Linked DNA regions of Sus scrofa: region 1 is linked to region 2. Evidence: chromatin contacts called from public Hi-C data. All regions are on one chromosome and are shown on one strand. The core of a region is the stretch at or near the end of the contact, and the rest is flanking DNA. Distances in the headings are between cores, read along the strand shown.

Evidence for each region. Hi-C and Micro-C count contacts between places; a contact is called where the count stands out from the background.
Region 1: a Hi-C map of skeletal muscle shows a contact between it and region 2, with 15 times the contacts expected there. The contact joins the enhancer-like site here to the promoter of ACADS in region 2. A contact is called at or near these places in 6 of 47 Hi-C or Micro-C datasets (alveolar macrophages, mesenteric adipose tissue, psoas muscle and 1 more).

Annotation. Positions count from the first base shown.
Region 1 is chr14:41,727,416-41,730,367 of Sscrofa11.1, forward strand. ACACB (acetyl-CoA carboxylase beta) reads right to left here. Exons shown (of 57, transcript NM_001206399.1): 2 at 1,576-1,787. Among named protein-coding and RNA genes, the nearest start is that of ACACB, 11 kb to the right of the region's middle. Within about 2 kb of position 1,261, at least 16 of the 83 cell types and tissues checked have an H3K27ac peak or open chromatin away from gene starts, as enhancers often do. A contact at or near this core is called in skeletal muscle, where this site is marked.
Region 2 is chr14:40,641,571-40,644,565 of Sscrofa11.1, forward strand. It overlaps ACADS (acyl-CoA dehydrogenase, C-2 to C-3 short chain), which reads left to right and starts at 1,345. Exons shown (of 10, transcript NM_213898.1): 1 at 1,345-1,394; 2 at 2,719-2,882. The coding sequence starts at 1,349.

The DNA.
Region 1 (2,952 bases), core at 11-2,510, 1.1 Mb after region 2:
TAATACAGGGAACTCAACATTCTGGAGTAGACTTTATGGGAAAAGAATCTGAAAAAGAATCAGTACACACACACACACATATATATAACTGAATCACATTGCTATACACCTGAAACTAACACAACATTGCAAATCAACTCTACTCCAAGATAAACTATAAAATAAACTGAAAACCATCCATTTCCACACACACACAAAACCTTTATAGCATTTACATCTACAGAAACCATCAAGCAAGTGCACTGCCTTCCAGCTTCCAATCCTCAGAACAACTTAATGGATGTTACGATTGCAGTGGTCTTGTTTTCAGTACCATTTTACAGTTTGGTAAACTGCAGCTCAAAGAAGCTTGGTTCCTTGCCTTTGCTCAAATCCAAGCCCAACGCTCATTCCTTTTCCACTGTCCCGCCACCAAGAGTGGATATAAATAAATTCCATGAAGCGGAGGGTGTTACCATGTTGCTACAAGCAACACCTGGCTGTGTACCTGGACCAGGGGAGCTACAGGGCCAAGTGTACTTAACTGCGCCAGACGTGCATACAGTCTAGAAGGAGCTCGGTGTGATGAGACCTGCTCATCAACCCAGGTCCCAAAGTCAGCGGTGCCGCAGATTTAAGAAGAGACAAAGAAATAGAGTGGGGATCAGGGGGCTACCGCCTTCGAGAGGCAACAGCAACTCTCTGAGCCAAGTCATGATTCTTATTTGCTATTTTCTACTTCCTTATACGTACAGAATCACATATGGCATTTACAATGTTACTGATCAAGGCTATAGACATGCAAGGCACAGACCCTTTGTATTTATTGATGCTATAAATGATTAACCCTCCAGAGAAATTTTATATTGTTTAGGCTTAAGGCTCTTACGCCCTTTCCTCCAACTCCCTTAGGGTTCTGGTCATGAGAACAAGAATATCAATGTCTTTCCGTCAATGACATCTGGAGTATTTGGCAACTTGCTTTCAAGCAGCCACTCATATGATGTACATTTCCCGTCTCACTCCCCTTCCCCCAGAGGTCTGGGAAAGTCTTATATATTTTGTAAGCCTAGATTAGCGTTATTCTTCAAGTGCCATCTAGTTTCTTTGGCTCACTATGGCTTGTATACATGCATATCTGGCAAGCCTCCAACATCGGTGCATGTTGTTCAAGTCCACAACCCCTGGAGTCCTTCCAATGAACCCTTGCGGACATGCTGTGCCGAGCGGCTGCCCTTCACTGAAACAACCCAGCTGACCCGAAAACCCAGCGAGGGCCAAAGCTATTTTTATTTCTTGCAAACCAAACTCAAGCAACAGCTGCCTGGTGCCAGGGCAGTCGTGGCCCTGGTCATAACGAAGGCAGGAAACCACTCGCTTCCAGCAGGTGCTGGCTGGCCGCCAAGCAAGGGCTGGAGAGGGAGGGAGGGGTCATGAGTTTGTTTTCCAGCCCCAACCCCTCAACACGGCCTCCATACCTGGCTGGCCTTTTGAAGGACAGAGAGGACAGAATGTCAGCGGGAATACCAGCCACCCTGTTGTACACTGGATTTTTCCTCCCACCCAGATGAACCCCGAGCACTCGCTGCCACTTACGGTCACTGCAGATGGGGCCACCAGCTCCATTCTCGTGTAGTCTGACAGGCACCCACAGGGTGACTAAGGGAAGTGGGCCCGGGGAGTGTCACCTTTCAGCCAGAGGCTGGTATGATGCACCATGCCATGGGGGAGGAGCCTGGACCAGCCCATGCCAGATACCAATGAGTTTTCTCCCGAGTCAGGTGTACAGCACACTCTTAATCTGTCATCTGCAAATATAAGACACAGCCACTGTGCTAAGAGCTTCACACACATGATCAACTTCTCCCTGTAGCCCTCTGCAAAAGGTACCACTTCTTCCTCCACTTTTTTTTTTTTAACCTTTTCTGGGGCCGCTGCCATGGCATATGGAGGTTCCCAGGCTAGGGGGTCTAATTGGAGCTGTAGCTACCGGTGTACACCATAGCCACAACAACATAGGATCCGAGCCACGTCTGAGACCTACACCACAGCTGATGGCAATGCCGGATCCTTAACCCACTGAGCAAGGTCAGGGATCAAACCCACAACCTCACGGTTCCTAGTCAGATTCGTTAACCACTGAGCCACGATGGAACTCCCTTCCTCCACTTTCATAGGCTCCATCACTCCCCCAATTCACAGTTTTGGGATCCAGTGGCCTCACTTTAAAGCCCACACTCCTTATCATCGTGCCCTCCCACTCTGTGTGCAGAATTTCCCTCCATGAGGCCTGAGCAAGATCCTAAGTCAGCAGACCCGAGAAGTGACTGTCAGGACGGACGGCCTGGTTTCTTTGAGCTACAGGTTTTTATTTATTTATTTATTTATTTATTGTATTTTTGCCATTTCTTGGGCTGCCGCCACCACATATGGAGATTCCCAGGCTAGGGGTCGAATTGGAGCTGTAGCCACCGGCCTACGCCAGAGCCACAGCAACGCAGGATCCGAGCCACGTCTGCAACCCACACCACAGCCCATAGCAACGCCAGATCCTTAACCCACGGAGCAAGGCCAGGGATCAAATCTGCAACCTCATGGTTCATAGTCGTATTCGTTAACCACTGAGCCATGACGGGAACTCCAGGTTTGTTTTTAAATCTCTGCTGCATCCACTCCCCTAAGGAACTAAAATGCAACCAAGACATAAAGAACAAAACTACTTCCCTAGCCTTGGGGTGTTCCTCCTGGGAATGGCTTCAAGGGAGACAGGCGGGATCTGCCCAGAGAAAGAAATGAGCTTTCTCAAATCAAGATTTAGCTGCTAGAATCCCAGCATCAGGAAAAGCCACATCTGGAAAGCAGTTCAGAGAGAACTACTTCCAGGGGTGAGGATGGCTGGGAAGGAGAGCTAAGAGGAGCATTTTCTCTGGGCCTTTGAAGGCTGAATAGGAGTTTACCAAGTTGCCAGGGGAG
Region 2 (2,995 bases), core at 95-2,594:
GGCCTCTGCCCCACAGGTAGGAGTGAGACCATACCAGGACAGGGAAGCAGCAGTGCCACCCTACCTTCATGCCCTTTGAGGGAAAGAAATCTTCCTCCCAGCAACCCAACTCCCTTGCAACCTCTTGGCACAAGAATAGGCGGGGATTTGATAAGATTTCGGGTGCTACCTACCAGGAATAAATACAATAATGGGATGGAGAGTGTGTGGGAGGAAACACTGGCATCCCGAAGTCAGGGGAGGTCTCAGTGAGTGATGAAGGGAAGGAGCGCTCTAGCTGAGGGAAGGATGACTGCAAAAGGCCAGAGGCAGGAACCTGACAGAGGTGCTGGAGCTGCCCCATGAGTAGGCTCAATAGTACCTGCAGCTGTCCTGCTAAAACTGGGAGGCTACTACATACTGCAGGTAACCACCATTCTTAACCCACTAACAAACTTTATAGCCTACCTTTTTTTTTTTTTTTTTATTGTCTTTTTGCCATTTCTTGGGCCACTCCTGCGGCATATGGAGGTCCCAGGCTAGGGGTCTAATCGGAGCTGTAGCCGCCAGCCTATGCCAGAGCCACAGCAACACAGGATCTGAGCTGCGTCTGCAACCTATACCACAGCTCATGGCAATCCCAGATCCTTAACCCACTGAGCAAGACCAGGGATCGAACCTGCAACCTCATGGTTCCTAGTCGGATTCGTTAATCACTGTGCCACGATGGGAACTCCAGCCTACCATTTTTAATACTCTCCCTTTGAGGCATAATCATAACCAGCTCAACCTGCTTACACCAAACCGACTTGAAATCCCTAGTCGCTTTCTCATCAGTTAAGTCATATAGCACTTGTAATTGCAGCAATCCTAATCCAAACCCCATGAAGCTTTATAGGAGCAACAGCTCTAATAACTGGCCACGGCTTAACATCCTCTATGATATTCTGCCTCGCAAACACTAACTATGAACGCCTACATAGCCGAACCATAATGCTAGCCTGGGGCTTTACAGACATTTTTACTGCGTGAGGTTGGAGCAAGGATAGCAAGTGCGTGGTGGGCGCGGAGTCGGGGAAGTAGAGGGCATAGGCCCCAGAGGGCATCTCACTCAGCTAAACTGGATTTTAGGAGAGATCAGCCCACCCTCGAAGAGTTTAAAAATCCTGAGTGCACTCCGAAAGCGGGACAGTTAAATTTTAGCTCCTGGGAGGGAGGCGGGACTCGGGAGGACCCGCCCCCGATGCCTGAGGGGCGTGGCCTTTGGCTCGCGCCGGCCCCGCCCCCCGCGACCCGGAACCTTGCTCACTGTTGAGAGGTCTCCGGGTAGCAGTGCAGTATTGTCACCTGACTCCGGTCTCAGTCCTTCATGGCTGCCGCGCTGCTCGCCCGAGCCTGCGGCCCTGTCCGCGGAGGTGAGTGCAATCCGCCTCCACACAGTGGGGAGGGACCGCGACCCTGTCCGCCGTCGGGCTTGCGTCCCGGCGATCTGTTCTCCCCTGCGGCCTGCGGGTGATTCTCCTCTGGTTGCGCGCGGCCTTTGCCCCAGTTAGGCTGCTCCTCGCGCCTGCGTAACCTCACCCCTTCTCTGACCGCTATCCCAATTCCCACCGCTGCATCCACATCCCCTTTCCCTCGTTGACCCTCCGCGGAGCTTGAAGGTGCGCCCTTCTTTAGAAGCCAGGCCTGGAATTGAACCCAGACTCTGAATATGTGACCTTTGGCAGACGCTCAGCCCCTGTCAGCCTCAGCTGCCCCATGTCTAAAATGGCCAGTGTATTACTGTTATTCTCATAGGGCTGTTATAAGGATTAAATCCCAGAGTAGGTAAAACACTAGTACAGTGCTGGCATATTACAGGTGCTCAGTAAGTATTAGCGCTCGTTGATGATTTCATGCAGTACCTTTCCCATATTTTCATTTCTCTCCAGCAGTGGCAGCAGTGACACTTGTGGCCAGGGCTTCCTTAGCCTGGTCAAGACCCACTTACCCCAAATACAAACAATAAAGGGAACCCTCATTGAGAGCTGTCTCTGCCAGAGCCTGTGCTGAGTGCTATAGTTAGTGACTCTTTGCCCTCCCAGCCCAGGAGCTGAATGCTGTTTTCTTCTGCATTTTAGAAAAACCCAGGCTCAGTGAGGTTAAGATCCTTGCCTCAGGTCACAGAGCTGTGCTCTTATTATTGGTGTTGTATTGACAACTGAGTCGGATGGTTGTACAAAGTGTTTAGTAAGCAGAGTAAACATTCAGTTCATTTCTCAACAGCAGTGCTATTGATATTTGGAGCCCATAATTCTTTGTTGTAGTATCTGTCCTGTACAGTGTTAAGCAGTGTTTCTGGCCTCTAGACACTCCATACCAATAGCATTCTACTCTGCTATTGGGGGAGAATATCGTCTGTGTTGGAGAACCACCCAGTTAGTGGATCCTTATTATTATTTGTGTTTTTAGAGCCACACTTGTGGCACATGGAAGTTCCCAGGCTAGGAGTCAAATTGGAGCTGCAGCTGCTGGCCACAGCCACAGCCACAGCAACGGGGGATCTGAGCCTTCTCTGCGACCTACACCTCAGCTCATGGCAACACCGGAACCTTAACCCACTGAGTGAGGCCAGGGATCGAACCCGGATTCTCATGGACACTAGTCAGAGGATCCACAGTGGGAACTCTTGTTATTATTATTATTACACAAGACCTCTTGGGTCCCCCTTCCACTGACTCCTGTTCTTCTCACTGGCAGCTCTCTGGCCTCGGGACTGTCGTCGCTTGCATACCATCTTCCAGTCTGTGGAACTGCCTGAGACATACCAGATGCTGCGTCAGACATGCCGGGATTTTGCCGAGAAGGAGCTGGTTCCCATTGCAGCCCAGGTGGACAAGGAACATCGCTTCCCGGAGGCTCAGGTGAGAGTTCCAACCTCAGCAGCCTATGATGGGATCTGCCTTCGGTCCTAGGATGACTGATGACAGTGACAGAGGCACTGAGACTCCTCCAGTCGAGGAACCCTAAGCAGGAG